Linked DNA regions of Mus musculus: region 2 is linked to region 1. Evidence: chromatin contacts called from public HiChIP or PLAC-seq data. All regions are on one chromosome and are shown on one strand. Each heading gives the region's core, a stretch centred on a gene start, on an enhancer-like site or on the middle of the called end of the contact. The rest is flanking DNA. Distances are from core to core; before and after follow the strand shown.

The links. HiChIP or PLAC-seq counts read pairs in DNA pulled down with a chosen protein or histone mark.
Region 2: an H3K27ac HiChIP or PLAC-seq map of embryonic fibroblasts shows a contact between it and region 1, with 10 read pairs. The contact joins two enhancer-like sites. A contact is called at or near these places in 1 of 39 promoter capture datasets (the SN4741 cell line), 1 of 15 datasets of contacts at CTCF or cohesin (the NIH/3T3 cell line), 5 of 484 Hi-C or Micro-C datasets (DN3 thymocytes, Sertoli cells, adipose-derived mesenchymal stem cells and 2 more) and 3 of 115 datasets of contacts at active chromatin or transcription factors (embryonic fibroblasts, embryonic stem cells and vascular smooth muscle cells).

Annotation. Positions count from the first base shown.
Region 1 is chr17:79,369,547-79,376,281 of GRCm38.p6, reverse strand. No RefSeq gene overlaps it. Among named protein-coding and RNA genes, the nearest start is that of Cdc42ep3, 18 kb to the right of the region's middle. Within about 2 kb of position 3,136, at least 37 of the 459 cell types and tissues checked have an H3K27ac peak or open chromatin away from gene starts, as enhancers often do. A contact at or near this core is called in embryonic fibroblasts, where this site is marked.
Region 2 is chr17:79,458,520-79,465,254 of GRCm38.p6, reverse strand. No RefSeq gene overlaps it. Among named protein-coding and RNA genes, the nearest start is that of Gm32954, 10 kb to the right of the region's middle. Within about 2 kb of position 3,309, at least 23 of the 459 cell types and tissues checked have an H3K27ac peak or open chromatin away from gene starts, as enhancers often do. A contact at or near this core is called in embryonic fibroblasts, where this site is marked.

The DNA of each region.
Region 1 (6,735 bases), core at 1,887-4,386:
AGACTAAAGCAAAGATGCTTGGAAGAAATCTGTTTCTTCTCTTCGGGTTCACTTTTCCTGCTCTGCATTATGTGTGAACATTGCTCAGTTACCCAAGCTACTTGCTCACCTATCTCTACTATATATAATAGATATATAATATACAGTAAATTCATAATATATAGTAAATATATGATATGTGATTGGTATCATATATGATGTATGATGTGATAATATATGAGACATATGATATATGAAGATATGATGATGTACAAAGTATGACTAATGACATATGTCATATGGCACATTGTACATTATACATTTTATATATTATATATTTTATATTATGTATTTTATATTATGTATTATGTATTATATTGCATATTACATATTACATACTATGTTATATATTATACATTATACATTAATATAGAGTATAGAGTATAGATTGTGCATTGTACATTGTGTATTGTATATTAGATATTAGATATATAAATATATGATTTGATTTATGGATTGTATTTTGTCCCCTCATGGTGAGGTAGCTAATTTGTCATCTCACTGACCACACCTTGTTAGAGTTAAGCTGCATAAACTTTTCTCTCTAAACTAGAACTTACTCTGGCCAAAGTGACTAAAGGCCAAATTCCCCAAGAATCATCTTGTTTTCCACAGTGCTGATCTCCTCTCTTCTAAGGCCACACTGCCTACAATCCTTTCTTAGCTCCCAATTAGCTCCTTGTCCTCACTCTAATCTGAGTACTCTGACACCAGAGAGCCTTTCCCTGATGTTTCTCTACCCCACATCTGCACATAGTTTCCTTTCATAGCATCTGACCTCTCTCTCTCTCTCTCTCTCTCTCTCTCTCTCTCTCTCTCTCTCTCTCCCCCAAGTCACCTCCTGCAGTTTGCTTAAAACCAGTTATTTCGTTACCAAAATTTAGGAAAAAATTTCAATGACTCCTCTCTACTTTGCATCATTAGCAACCAAGTCATTATGGTTAGCAGGAGACAATTCTACTAAGAACAACACTTAAACACTCCTTAATAGATTTGAACCCTCATTATTGCATTGCAAGAACATGACACAGGCATTACTTCAGCTACTCAATGAATTATAATATGTGCCCCAGAAGCATTTAGTCAGTTGGTATGGGATGTCCCAAGAGCCTAACCACAAATATAATAGTATAGGTTTGGAAAACAGAAGCCTCCATTCCACACAACTCCAAAGGGACTTTGGGACCTTACTTGTTCCTACATGCCATCCCATAGGTATTGTCACCTTTTTCCCACCCACATGGCAGCTTTGTCTGAGTCTGGAGGTGCTAGATATTCTGTTCCAACAATTTGGAAAGATCCAGAAGAAATAAATTATTAACCAGAAGAAGCCTATCAAGTGACAAAAATCATAATACAGCACTGATTTCCTAAATCGTGATATGCTTTTTTTTTTCTGGCCCTATCTAGTTTTCAAAACCTTAATGGTTGATATTCAGAACAAATAGTATGGATTTAGACAAACCACAAACTATTTAGAGAAAGGAATCTTTCATTGAGGCCTGCCTCTGATATTTGTTAAATATGCATTTAATAAAGTCACTAAATTCCTCTGAGCCTAAAACTATTCTTTCTTATCTAGTTGTTAGATGCTTTAGTAAAGGATGGCCTCCAGGCAAAATAGGGGTAGCTGTACTTCTGGGCCAGGTAAGGACAGAAGTGACAAGAGAACCTAGGATAAGCAAATAAGGCATATGGAAACCAAGGCAATAGAAGAGCATCTAGATAGAGCCACATGTGTTCCCTTAGAAGACAGAAGCAAAATGGCCTCACCCATCCTTACGGCCTTAACAAAATTAAGTGAGAATCTAATAGTTCATAGAAATCTATTTCAAGACCAGAATATTATCTCAGGGAAAGAAAAAGCAATAAAATTGCAGGGTTATTCAGGAGTTTCGGGGAAGCCATGTTTTAGGAAATGAAAGATACAGAAAACACTTGGAAACACGGGCATCAAACTATAAGGATGCTACAGATTGGCTGAACTGAATTTCAAGACAAGGAATTCTAGTGATCTGGGCTGCTGGGATCCCATGTCTTATCACCAACAAATCTCAGAACACTGACGCTCACACATGGTCAAGGTGAGACAGATCCTAGAGTCTATACGGAGTCAACAGAAGCTGGGGTGAGTGTATAGGGGTGAGAGAGAGATCCCAGCTTCTCACTCACATGGGTGGGTCTCACTGGGGATCATACACAGGTTGGTGGTATCAACTTTAACTTTTGAAAGAAGATTGAAGTTCTGTAAGTTAAATCAATTGACCGGGCTCTGTGTTTGGTTGGGTGCTCATTCCCAGAGCAGATGAGAGTCTCTTGATTTCTCCTGCTCGCAGGTTCTTCTTACTTCTTGCTGGTTGCTCTGTAACGCTAACACCAGAGTACCCGAGACATAGGATAAATAGCAACCTATCAAGGGCTCACTGAGACTGGAGGAATGCAAGAAGAAATGGCTATACAAATGTTTTTCTGTGTACAAAGAAAAGGACAGTGGCTTGATTCTTGTACATTAACTTAGCAGACATCCTTAGTCTTCCACTCTCTGCATGTTGGAAGGCAGAGCGATATCTTCCAGGTGCCACATAAGTACCACGATGAAAAGATAAACAAGCATAAATGAACAGATGAGCAGCTGTCAGCCAAAAAAAAATTCAGAGTCTTTATCGACAGGAGTCTAAACAGTAAACAATAAAAGTATTAGACAAGGAGAGTTCACAGTACTAATACGTTAATAGTTGATTGACTTATCAGTCCTGATATCTGCCGCATTGTGCACTGAAGAAAGTATTATAGGACGGAAGTCAAGGTATTCCATTCCCAGCTGCATCTCTTTCTCACCCTCTTACTGATTATGTGAGGAATGTGACTAGGCAGGCCCCATCTACCCTTGAACTTTGCCAGACTCCAACCTGTATGTGACTCTCAGTGAGACCCACCCACATCAGGGAGAAGCTGGGATCCCTCTCTTCCCTTTAATGCTCCTTCCCAGAAACGGGTGCTTTCACATTTCCTAATTAGGTTATACTCTGTGTCTACGGGATTGGTGATGAAGGAGATGCTGAAGTGTAATCACAACTGATATTATTCATGTCTGTGGAATGTGCAGCCGAAGCTGCCTGCTAGCTCTGGCAGAAAACAATGGTATTGCTGACAAGCTGCCCTTTTATACTGCAGGTTTGGATCCCAACTGTTTCCTTGTGCTTCGTCATAGATGCAAAAGAGGTATCGTGAGAGATGAAACACACATGCTTTAAATTCCCATCTCTTGGATGTGTGTGGTTCATTATGTCTGATACAGACTGGTGTGAACTGTTAGAATGTCCAGAAATGGGGCCAAGTGAGACACCCTCTACACCTCCCTTGGGATGTTTGGTTGCCTAGAGGCCCAACTAACCACACAAATAATGATCTTAATCGTAGGTGTTCCGCCTGGTATTGTGCTGAGATATGATGAAGAAGATAGATACGGGTGCCTTCTGAAATGGCTTGCACATAGGTGAAATGAAAGGAGGGGGAAGATGGCTGCAGGTGCATCAGATGTTCACAATCATCCCTGACTACACAGCAAGCTTGACACACTGTCAACAGCAAAATTTTCATAGACCACAGTAACGAATAACAAAAAGCCAAAACAGCTGGGGCTTTAATGGTGGAATAAACAAAGTTTAATGACTCATCAGAGGAAGAAATGATTACCTCTAAAGGGAGGAGGGCTACCAAAGGATGGTGTAAGGGTGAGTAAGGACTTATGAAGATGGGTGTACATTCCAGAAGCTAATAGATGGGACAGGGCCACGAGTTGCACAGAACTGTAGTAGCACAGGGGAGGGGTAATAGCCCAGTGGGTGGGCCCTAAGATAGATGATTCTCCTGCTGCGATGCAAAGAACACTGCTATGTCAGATGGAGCACAGGAGGAAAGGCAGGGAAGGGGTCCTGAGGAGAGTGAAGAGAGTGAAAGAACACAGCAGTGTGGAATACCTTCCACCACTCCCTATGTGGAATGCCTCTGGTACTCACTATTTGGAACGTGGCAGGTGGGCAGATGAGGCTTGTAGAAGTAGGTAGGTCCAGGCCCAGGCAGAAGATAATTTGTAGCCTGCTAAATGCTACATATTTTATCCCAGTGGCTGGGAGAAGCCAGCTAAGCTACTCCCATCTATTCTACCTGATGACTAACCAAACCTTGGAAGACTATAAATGAAGGACGCAGATAGAACATTGTGAGAACTTTAGCCAAAGATGTAATTAGGTGTGACTGAGTGATAAATAGCTTCATATGCTCCCATAAGTTTTATTAAGTAGCAGAGGAAAGTTGAATAATTATATCTTCTCAGTATTATTAATCCCCAGTGATCACTCTCTCTTGTTTCATTGTTTATGTGAGACTATTTTCGCATCAGTGATCAGTTCCTTGAGGAAAGATCAGTGAGGCCCACGTTTAATTCATCTTTCTTTCTTTTTTTTGGAACTATTCTTCAAGATTTATTCGTATACAGAATAAATGTCCACTTGGTCCTAACAAATTGTATCAGCTTCTAATGTTAAAAAAAAAAACTTATGAACTCAAAAGACAAGTGTGATAAATACAGGTTGAAATGTTTTATAGTCTTTCTGTATGAAGCATTCAATTTTCACATGAGCCTCGCTAATGTTTCCTGAAATCAGTGTATCATAAGAAATACCTGTTGCATACAGTAGTCCCTATTCTTTGTATCCCTTTAAAACTTTTCAGAAGTCATTTCTTTATGTAATAAGCTAAGGGGATCTGAGGATACATGGGTAGAAATAGATCTTGGGCTGGCTAGGTTAAAGATTAAGTCATCTAAAGAGCTTTCTTCCATGTTAATTCATCTTTCTGTTGTTCACAGTTCCCAGCATAGCCCTTGGACATATCAACTATTCTGTAAGTATGAGGGAATAAATGGAAGACATTGAAGCCCTGTGTTTGGGTTGTAAATGCCAGCATTATACCAAGAGAAAGCCTTTTCCACCCCCGACCCTCCACCATGGTGCAGACGTTTACTTTGTCTATTTGTTGATGAGCTACGTGGAATCCACAAGAGACTTTCAGGGACACCCTGTTTCCTATCTCCTTGGAGAGAGTAAAGATATGACTCTATAACTTCCAGAAGATTCCCAAGTAAACTGCTAAACATTCAAAACAATCTGAACTCATGAGCCTGTCACCCAAAGAGCCATATGTTGGTCAATACTAGGCCAGGTGGAACAGGAGCCTCTTGTCAGAGAATCAAAATCTAGTCACCTAATACTGACAGGTAAGAGTCCAGGTTCACCAGCATTCGCTAAAGCAGAGGTTCTTGACCTTCCGAATGCTGCATTCCTTAATAAGGTTTCACATGTGGTGAGCCCCAACCATTAAATTATTCTCCTTCCTACTTCCTAACTGTAACTTTGCAACTGTTATTAATTGCAATGTAATTATTAGTGTTTTCTGAATGTCTTAAGTGACCCTTATGAAAGGGTCATTGAACCTTCAAAGGGGTCATGACGCACAGGTTGAGAACTGCTGCTCTAAAGTCTTGTTGTCCAGTAGTTTCTCATTCAGTAGTATTCTGTATACTGAAACAATTTGCCAATACAGAGTTTATTTTTGTCATAGAGACTTCATGTTTTCATCCTAATAATGCAACCACATGGGAAAAAGAATATTGAGTCTTGGGATAGAGAAATGGCTCAGCAGTTAAAAGTGCTTCCTGCTCTTACAGAGTACTTGAATTTGGTGCCCAGTACCCCTAGCACATGGCGCATAACCTCCTTAAACTCCAGCTTCAAGACAATGATGCCTTCTTCTGGCCTCTGAAAGCACTAAATAAATAAGGCATACAATCACACAGATACATGAACATATATACATGAAAATAAGAAAAAAATCTGAAAAATTTGGAGCCTAATACTTTTATGTATATGCATACTTGGTGCTTTAAAATTTGGCTTACTTTGCTGGATTATTATTTCTATCATTTTATATTTTAAAGAAGTTAAAACCACAAGTCCTCAATTATAGAACAATGAGTAAAAGATGGAAATCATCTTTTTAAAATAATAGAGGACTTACTTACCCTCTTCTCAGCATTTCTCTCCTGCAGGTTAACTCTTTTCATTATATATCCATTGTGCATGGCATTGTGTTAGGTGAGGACATTTTTACTGTGTATATTCTACACTGAATATACATTCCCCACTCTGTCTTCCCCTTTCTCTCACCTCACCTCTGCCATTAGGCCCCCTTGCTCTCCCAGACAGCTGCATCTCTCCTTTGATGTCATGCCTATGTACACAAATTTTTTATTGTATCTACATAAAACCTAGTGCCATATAGAAGAGAAAGAAGGGCACTATTCGTCTTTCTGCAAATGGCTTAATTTATTCAACGTGATTAACATGTTTAGCCTGATTAGTTCTGTTGCAACCATTTTCCTGAAGGTCTAATTTCATTCTTCCTAGTGGCTGAAAGCAATCCCGTTGTGTATTTTTGCCACCTTTTCTTTATTCATCCTTCTGTAGTTGGACTCCTAGATTGGTCCCTTAACTTAGATATTGTGAGCTGATGTGCAAGTGTCTCTATGGCATGCTGATTCAGAGTGGTGTAGCTGGGTTTCTTGAGGAATCTCCATGGTTACTTCCATAGTGACTGCTTTATATCCCTCCTACCAGTGCATGACGGTTCGCTTAT
Region 2 (6,735 bases), core at 2,060-4,559, 89 kb before region 1:
TTATACAGACGCTGTTACCACCTTGTCAGTGAGGTCTGCTGTCCCTCCTACAAAGTATCCCTTGAGAGCCGTGATTCTCAACCTTCCTACTGCTGTAACGCTTTAGTCCAGTCCCTCGTGTTCCAACAACCCCCAACCATAAAATGATTTGATAACTGTAATTTTGCTGCTGTTATGAACCATAATGTAGATATCTGATATGCAGGATACACAACCCCCAAAAGGGGTCCTGACCCACAGGTTCAGAACCATTGATTTTGAACATCACTTCACCCCTGATGGGAACAGTTAGACATACAGCAGCACAGCAGGCCTTTGTAGATGGACCAGTGACTAAAGGCCTATGCAAATGTGACTCCCCACTCTTTTCTAGGACAGGGTCTGCAGCCTGACTCAGACTGGGAGGAGGTACTGGATATCTGAGCTCCCTCTCAACCCCTCCAGTTCAGATATCTGGGACAATAAAGTAGGAACAAGAAAGCTAGCAGTAACCTTGCTCAGGGTGTTTCTTAGGGCTGCTGCCTGATCCAGGAGGGAAGAGGCCTGACCAAGGAAGAAAACTCAGACTTCCTGCAGCCTATCTTTGCTCATTCCAGGACAGGCTGAGAATGTGAGCAGCCATGCTGCTCTGACTCCCCGGGCTCCCAACATGGGTACCAGTGATGGGCTCAACATGGGTACCAGTGATGGGATAACCCTGTTAACTCAAGGATCCCAAGAAGTTCAGAAGAATGGGGCTCTCTCAGAGCCAAGCCTCATCTGCTAGGTTGAACATGCTATGCACACAAAGCTCAGGAATGAGGATGGTGGTACCACAGGCATGTGATAAGCCATCCTGGGCTGCTCACCTGAAAGCAGAGCTCACAGGAAATACGGGTGGAAACTAGTTGCATCCAGTTAGGCATCTCAAGAGCTCCAGAAAATTCTATAACCAGACTCACTGTGCTGAGCCAAATAAACGCCAGAGACAGAAAGGAGGTGGGTTTGGGGGGAGCGTTACCATACTCAGTCATAGGGATACAGCTTGACCTACATAGCCTGGGTTTTCTTTGAAAGTTAACGTGCAGAATGAAAAGTCCAAGGGAATCCCTGGTAAAGCAGTGGCTCAGAAAATAATTTTTGATAGGCTGATCTACCGTTGTCTCCAGCTTAGCTATCTTTGCAGCCAGGGGTTCTACCCACTCAGAGGGTGAGGCCCAACAGCCTTCTTTCCATTTCACACACTCAGGTCTGTGCAGGCCAAGAGAGTAGCCTTGAAGAGCCAGTCACCCAGGTCTTCTGCTGTGGAAAGTGGTGACCCTTGGGCACTAACTCAGATATTGTTTCTTTCCTTGTGGGCACAAAAGAAGGGGAGGCTGGGAGCAAGACTTCTTTCTTTCTAGAGCAGCGGTTCTCAGCCTGAAGGCCGTGACCCCTTTGGAGGTCGAAAGACCTTTTCACAGGGTTTGGATATCAGATACCTTACACATCAGGTATTTATTTACATTATGATGTATAACAGTAGCAAAATTACAGACAGGAAGTTGCAGGAAATATAATTTCACAGTTGGGAGTGGCCAGAGTATGAGGAACCATATTAAAGGGTCTCAGCATTAGGAAGGTTGAGAACCACTGAGCTAGAGGGACAGAGTCCGGTACATCTATGGAACTCAGGAAATGATCAAAAGGTCCCCATCCCTCTCAGAGAGAGGTTTGCTCTTGCTTGTGGGCTGACCACACCCATGCTTGTGTGGGCAGAGAGTGACTCCTTAAGCCTTTGCTGGCAGCTGCGTGCACAGCTGATGGTAGGGGTGGGCATGGTTTGTCTTCTCTGAAGATTACACTGGGACAAATCTGGTTGCGAGGATAATGGTGCCGACAAGTGACGGAGCCCATAAGAGACTGAGAAAGATTCCTTCCTTTTATTGCAGGAATGAATCCCCACTTGGTGGGACTGGATGGGTTACCACCAGGTTGAGTGTCTATAAAACATGTTCAGCTTCCTCTATTTTTCTTTTACTTCCTCCTGCACGTGTGTACATCTATTGAGCATGTGTGCATCTCTTCCGTGCTTGCCTGATCAATGCTTTTCCATCTATGTGATGCATCTCTTCCATGCTTGACTGATCACTGCTCTTCTGTCTACGTGACCTCTGTTCTATACATGCTGACGTGCCTTCGTCTTCCTCCATACACTGAACATTAGATGGCTACACCAGAATCCAAATAGATGCTGGTACCATCCTTTTGGACCTCAAAATCCTAGAACTAAAATGTCTTTATAAATTACCCAGCCTGGAATAGTCTATTGTAACGATAGGAAGTAGACACAGTAACCTGGCAGGGATCTAAAGTTAGGTTAAAAGGCTTTATTCAGAAATACCTGCTTCTCGTTCATAACCAGAGAGTCAGCTTGCGTCTTAGCGCTTCTCTGGAGAACTTACAAGTTCCTCTCCAAGACGGCACTTCTTATATGCCTCCCTCTACTGACTATATCACTAGGGGATGTTGGAGCTCCCTGACCTAGCTACTGAGGATCTGAGCCCAGAAACTGGAGTGGTTAAGAAGCAGTTTTTGGCTCTGGACTGGGGGCTCCTGGCCTTCCTGCACCCTGTCTAACCAAAGTCTTCTGTATGTGTTTTCAGAAAGACAAAGTTCCTTCAGAGTGTCTCAGGCTTAAGTCTTAAGACACCCTATCCCAGAGGGAGGCCCCAGTGACAATCAGCATCAGTCTGTCGTGGCAGGGGAGTGGAGTTAAGAATCATTAGGAGCCTCCCTAGCGTGGAGGCTGGGGAGTAAGGACGAGCTAACAGTAATGAAGCACGTTGACCAGGGATTTCTTAGACACCTCGAGAACTAGGGAACGCTGAAAATTCAGGGCAAAGTTCAACGTGCATTTTGAACCTTACTTTCTTTTGTTAAAAACTTTAGAATAATGTTCTTGACTCTCAGAGAGCAATTCTGCTTTCTATGGCCTTCCTTTCCTCAAGCATAGCCACCCTCTTGGTTTTTTTTTTTTTTTTTTTTTTTTTTTTTTTGTATATGATTGTCTGGAGAGAGCAAGAGAGTATCCTAAATACAAAACGGGCTGCGAGTAGCTTTCCTATGCAAGTAGCTTTCCTATGCATTCCAGACTCCCACAGACCACAGATGCAATTCACAGCATGTTCAGATCTGCTGGAGGTAGGTAAAGCTGTCAGATTTCACCCAGTACTCTCCAGATTTCAAACTTCTAGGAGGGGATTTCCTGGACTCTTGTGCACTTACACCCAGGGGAAGAGAAAATGATGAGCACTGAGGGTCAGTCCCTGGAAACTACTAATGTTCCCATACCGTGTCAAGGCAGAAAAACCACCTTCAAAAAAACACAGACTTGAGGCCAGAATGGATGCTGCCAACAAGACTGAATTAGGTAATGGGAAAGATTGTGTTTGGTGCCAGTGCCAAGGCAGGAAACCATTCATTCTCTTGTAACTAATCTCTTTGTTTACACTATTCCCTTCCCTCCTCAACACTGCTCCAAAGAAGGCCTGCTTGTTATGTTATGTTTTTCGTTATGCTATATTTGTTTCGATCCTTGGCCAAGGGCTAGGAGCGGGGACACAGCCTTTTAGTCTCAGCCCTGGGGAGACAGAGGCAGTCGTATCTCTGTGAGTTAGACCCCAGCCTAATCTACGTAGTGAGTTCCAGGATAGCCAGAGCTACATAGAAAGTGTCTGTCTCAAAAAACAAACCAACAAACAAAATTCAGACCTTGGCCAGAGGCGTTAGGCACATTGAGGTTTAGCTCAAGAATCCCCATGCCTGAAAACACCGCTCTGACTCACAGCAGATATGGAAAGAAGGGTAAAGCCAGCCACAGCCCCCAGCAGGGATGTACCTGCTCATCCTGTGGGTGGGGCTGCCCTGTGAGTTGTGGCCAATGGGGGAAGGAGAGATTCTGGTCGATTTTCACCTTCTGACATTTATATCCCTAGCTCTTAGGACCATGTTTAATGAGCGGTCGATACAGAAATGATAGGATAGGTACTGTGTGATTTGCAAGGTGAGAAGAGAAAGAGGAGGAGGAGGAGGAAGAGGAGGAAGAAGAGGAGGAGAAAGAGGAGGAGGAGGAAGAGAAGGAAGAAGAGGAGGAAGAGGAGGAGTGGTACTATTATAGACTCCATGGATTAGATGGGTCAGTCATAGATAGCTGGTTAAAGGTGAGGGGGACCCTACCTTCCTGTTACCACAGCTGAGAATTTTCAGACCTATTAGGTGCCCATTTCCTAACATGCAGAATCAAATGGTACATGTGGATCTAGAAGTTCTCTGCCTGGAGAACCAGGTCTACCCATTTTGCTTCTTCCATGTGGCCCCTCAGCTCCTAGTTCCACAGAGAAAACACGGGATGTCTTGTTCTTCTTTGGTCATTTTCTTCTCTCAGTCAAGGAAGCCACAGGTTCATTCTCTGGCTTCTATACCTAGTGCCATTCCTGGGTGTGGTGAACCCCACCCCCTTGCATTATCTGCCACATTATTATCAAAGAGACAGGGAAGGCTCCAGAGATATTGTTTATGGGCCAACTAGTGGCCACCATATGTAACCTGCCTTCTTTTGGACAAGAACTATCTGGAGGATCTCAGAGCCCCACCTTCCTGGGCAGTCAGGGATCTGCAGCATAGCACATGCTCTTGGGAAATGAAATGACCCATCTCATGTGACATATGGATGCCTTACTATACATTTTTCTGTCTTTAAATAACAGAAGCAAATGTCTGTTCTTTTAGCTGAAACAAAAATATAACTGGGTTTTTGTTGTTGTTGTAAGCCTTATTTCAAGGGTTTATTATCTCACAGGCTGTTAATTACATACTCTGTATCATACTCACTAAAAGCTTCACATAACTGCCTTTGAAATTAACAGCCACCTCTTGGGTTTTTCAAGTTATTTGAGAAGTTGGCATGGTAGAGAGGCCATAAACTTTCTATAGTGGTGATTAGTCAACAGGACCACATCCCACCAAATCCCCCAGTGTTCCCAACAAAAAGTTCCTTTGTGACCCAAGTGGCAATTTTCCTTTCTTGACTGTTCCTTCTAAGCCCACTCAGTTGCTCCTGAGCAAGTTGTTTTACTCCTGTCAATTCATGTTATTTACTGGAGCCTGTCAAGGGGATACAAGTGGAGGCTGATCTTATGTACCAAGGTTTGAGACCCATTAAAACACTTTAAACAATCATCTATTGTGATAGTAGTCTCCACCCTGTGTGTGGGCCATTTTCCCTGTGCTATTTGGAGTCTGGAATATTTTAGTTACTTGCTATTTAAAAATTGAGGTGGGACTAGCTTCTGTTACAGCAAAAGCTTTTGACCTGGGAGCCAGGGCTGAGTCAAAGTTCCAGGAGATTTCTAGGCAAGGATGTGAAAGTAAATGGATTAGGAGGTGTTGTGAGGGAAAAGGTGGGGGGGGGGGTCATGAGATGGTTTTTCCCAGTGAAGTGTCATTCCCAACCAGCTAGAGAGCTTTGTCACTAAAAGGGATAAAGAGAGGGTAAGAACAGATGTCTGTGAGGATGGAGAAGTCCCACCGGGCCACTTTGGGCCCTTGATTATTTGTATGATGGGTGAATAATTCATATGAACCAGAACAAGGCTGGATGTCCTGAAGGCATGATTGCATAGTTTCTGCAGCATCGGATGAAGAGGCCCTGTAATTGGTCTCACACACTGTCTGGGTCAAACGTGCCTCGTGCCTCCAGAGGTCTGAGCTAGGGGAGGAATGGGGCCCAGAGGTTTCATTCTGTCCATTCTGTGTGCCAGCTTCCTCCTGCTCTCCACTTACATCTCCCTGCTCCACTGACCATCTTCCCCTCCAAGCAAGAGCTCCTAGTAGTTAACCTCAGCTAGGCGAGATTGTGAGCTTAGAGACAGATTCCTAGCTAGTGACCCTCAGAAGCCAAAATGGAAGCTGTGTTCAAATTCACGGTTTCCAGGTTCTAAGACCCAGGTTTGTCACTGGGAGAAGAAAGGGCTTTACTTCCACTGTTCTCGGATGCTCTCTGATAATCCGATCACCTGACCTTCTGCTCACATTGTTTTGCACTTCCAGCAGGCATCTCATCCACTATCACACTTCATCCTCATCCAGTGATGGGAGGCTGAGGGATCACATGGAAGCATCACAGGCAGAAAGCAGGGAAGCTACAAGGTCATGGGTCACGTGTTCTCAGGTGGGGTTGACCAGATGACCTAAGCCATCATTTCCTTAGATGGGTTTCAATTGCTGTGTCAAGCTCCACGACTGTAGGAAGGGAAGGTTTTACTTCAGCTTACAGCTCTACGGCATACTTCATCACTAAAGGAAGCCAGGGCAGAAACTCAAGGCAAGAACCTGCAGTCAGGAACTGAAGCAGAAACCATCAAAGAACAGGGCTTACTACTCTGACCCTGGTGTCTTGCTCAGTCTGCTTTTTCATACAACTCAGAACCACCCAACCAGGGTTAGCACTGCCGCAGTGGGCTGGGCCCTTTCCCACCAATCATAATCAAGAAGACTTGTCTACAGGTCAGTATTATGAGGTCATCTTCTCAGTTGAAAGTCCCTCTTCCTAAACGGTTCTAGCTTGTGTCAAGATGACATAACTGGTACAGATTCCTTGTGATCCTCAGGCAGAGGGATTCCAACTCATACTCCAAGAGCAGATGGTGCCCAGTCCTAAAGGCTGGGCAATGTTGTCAGCTCCATCCATTGCTCCCAGTCTTCACAGTTTTCCTA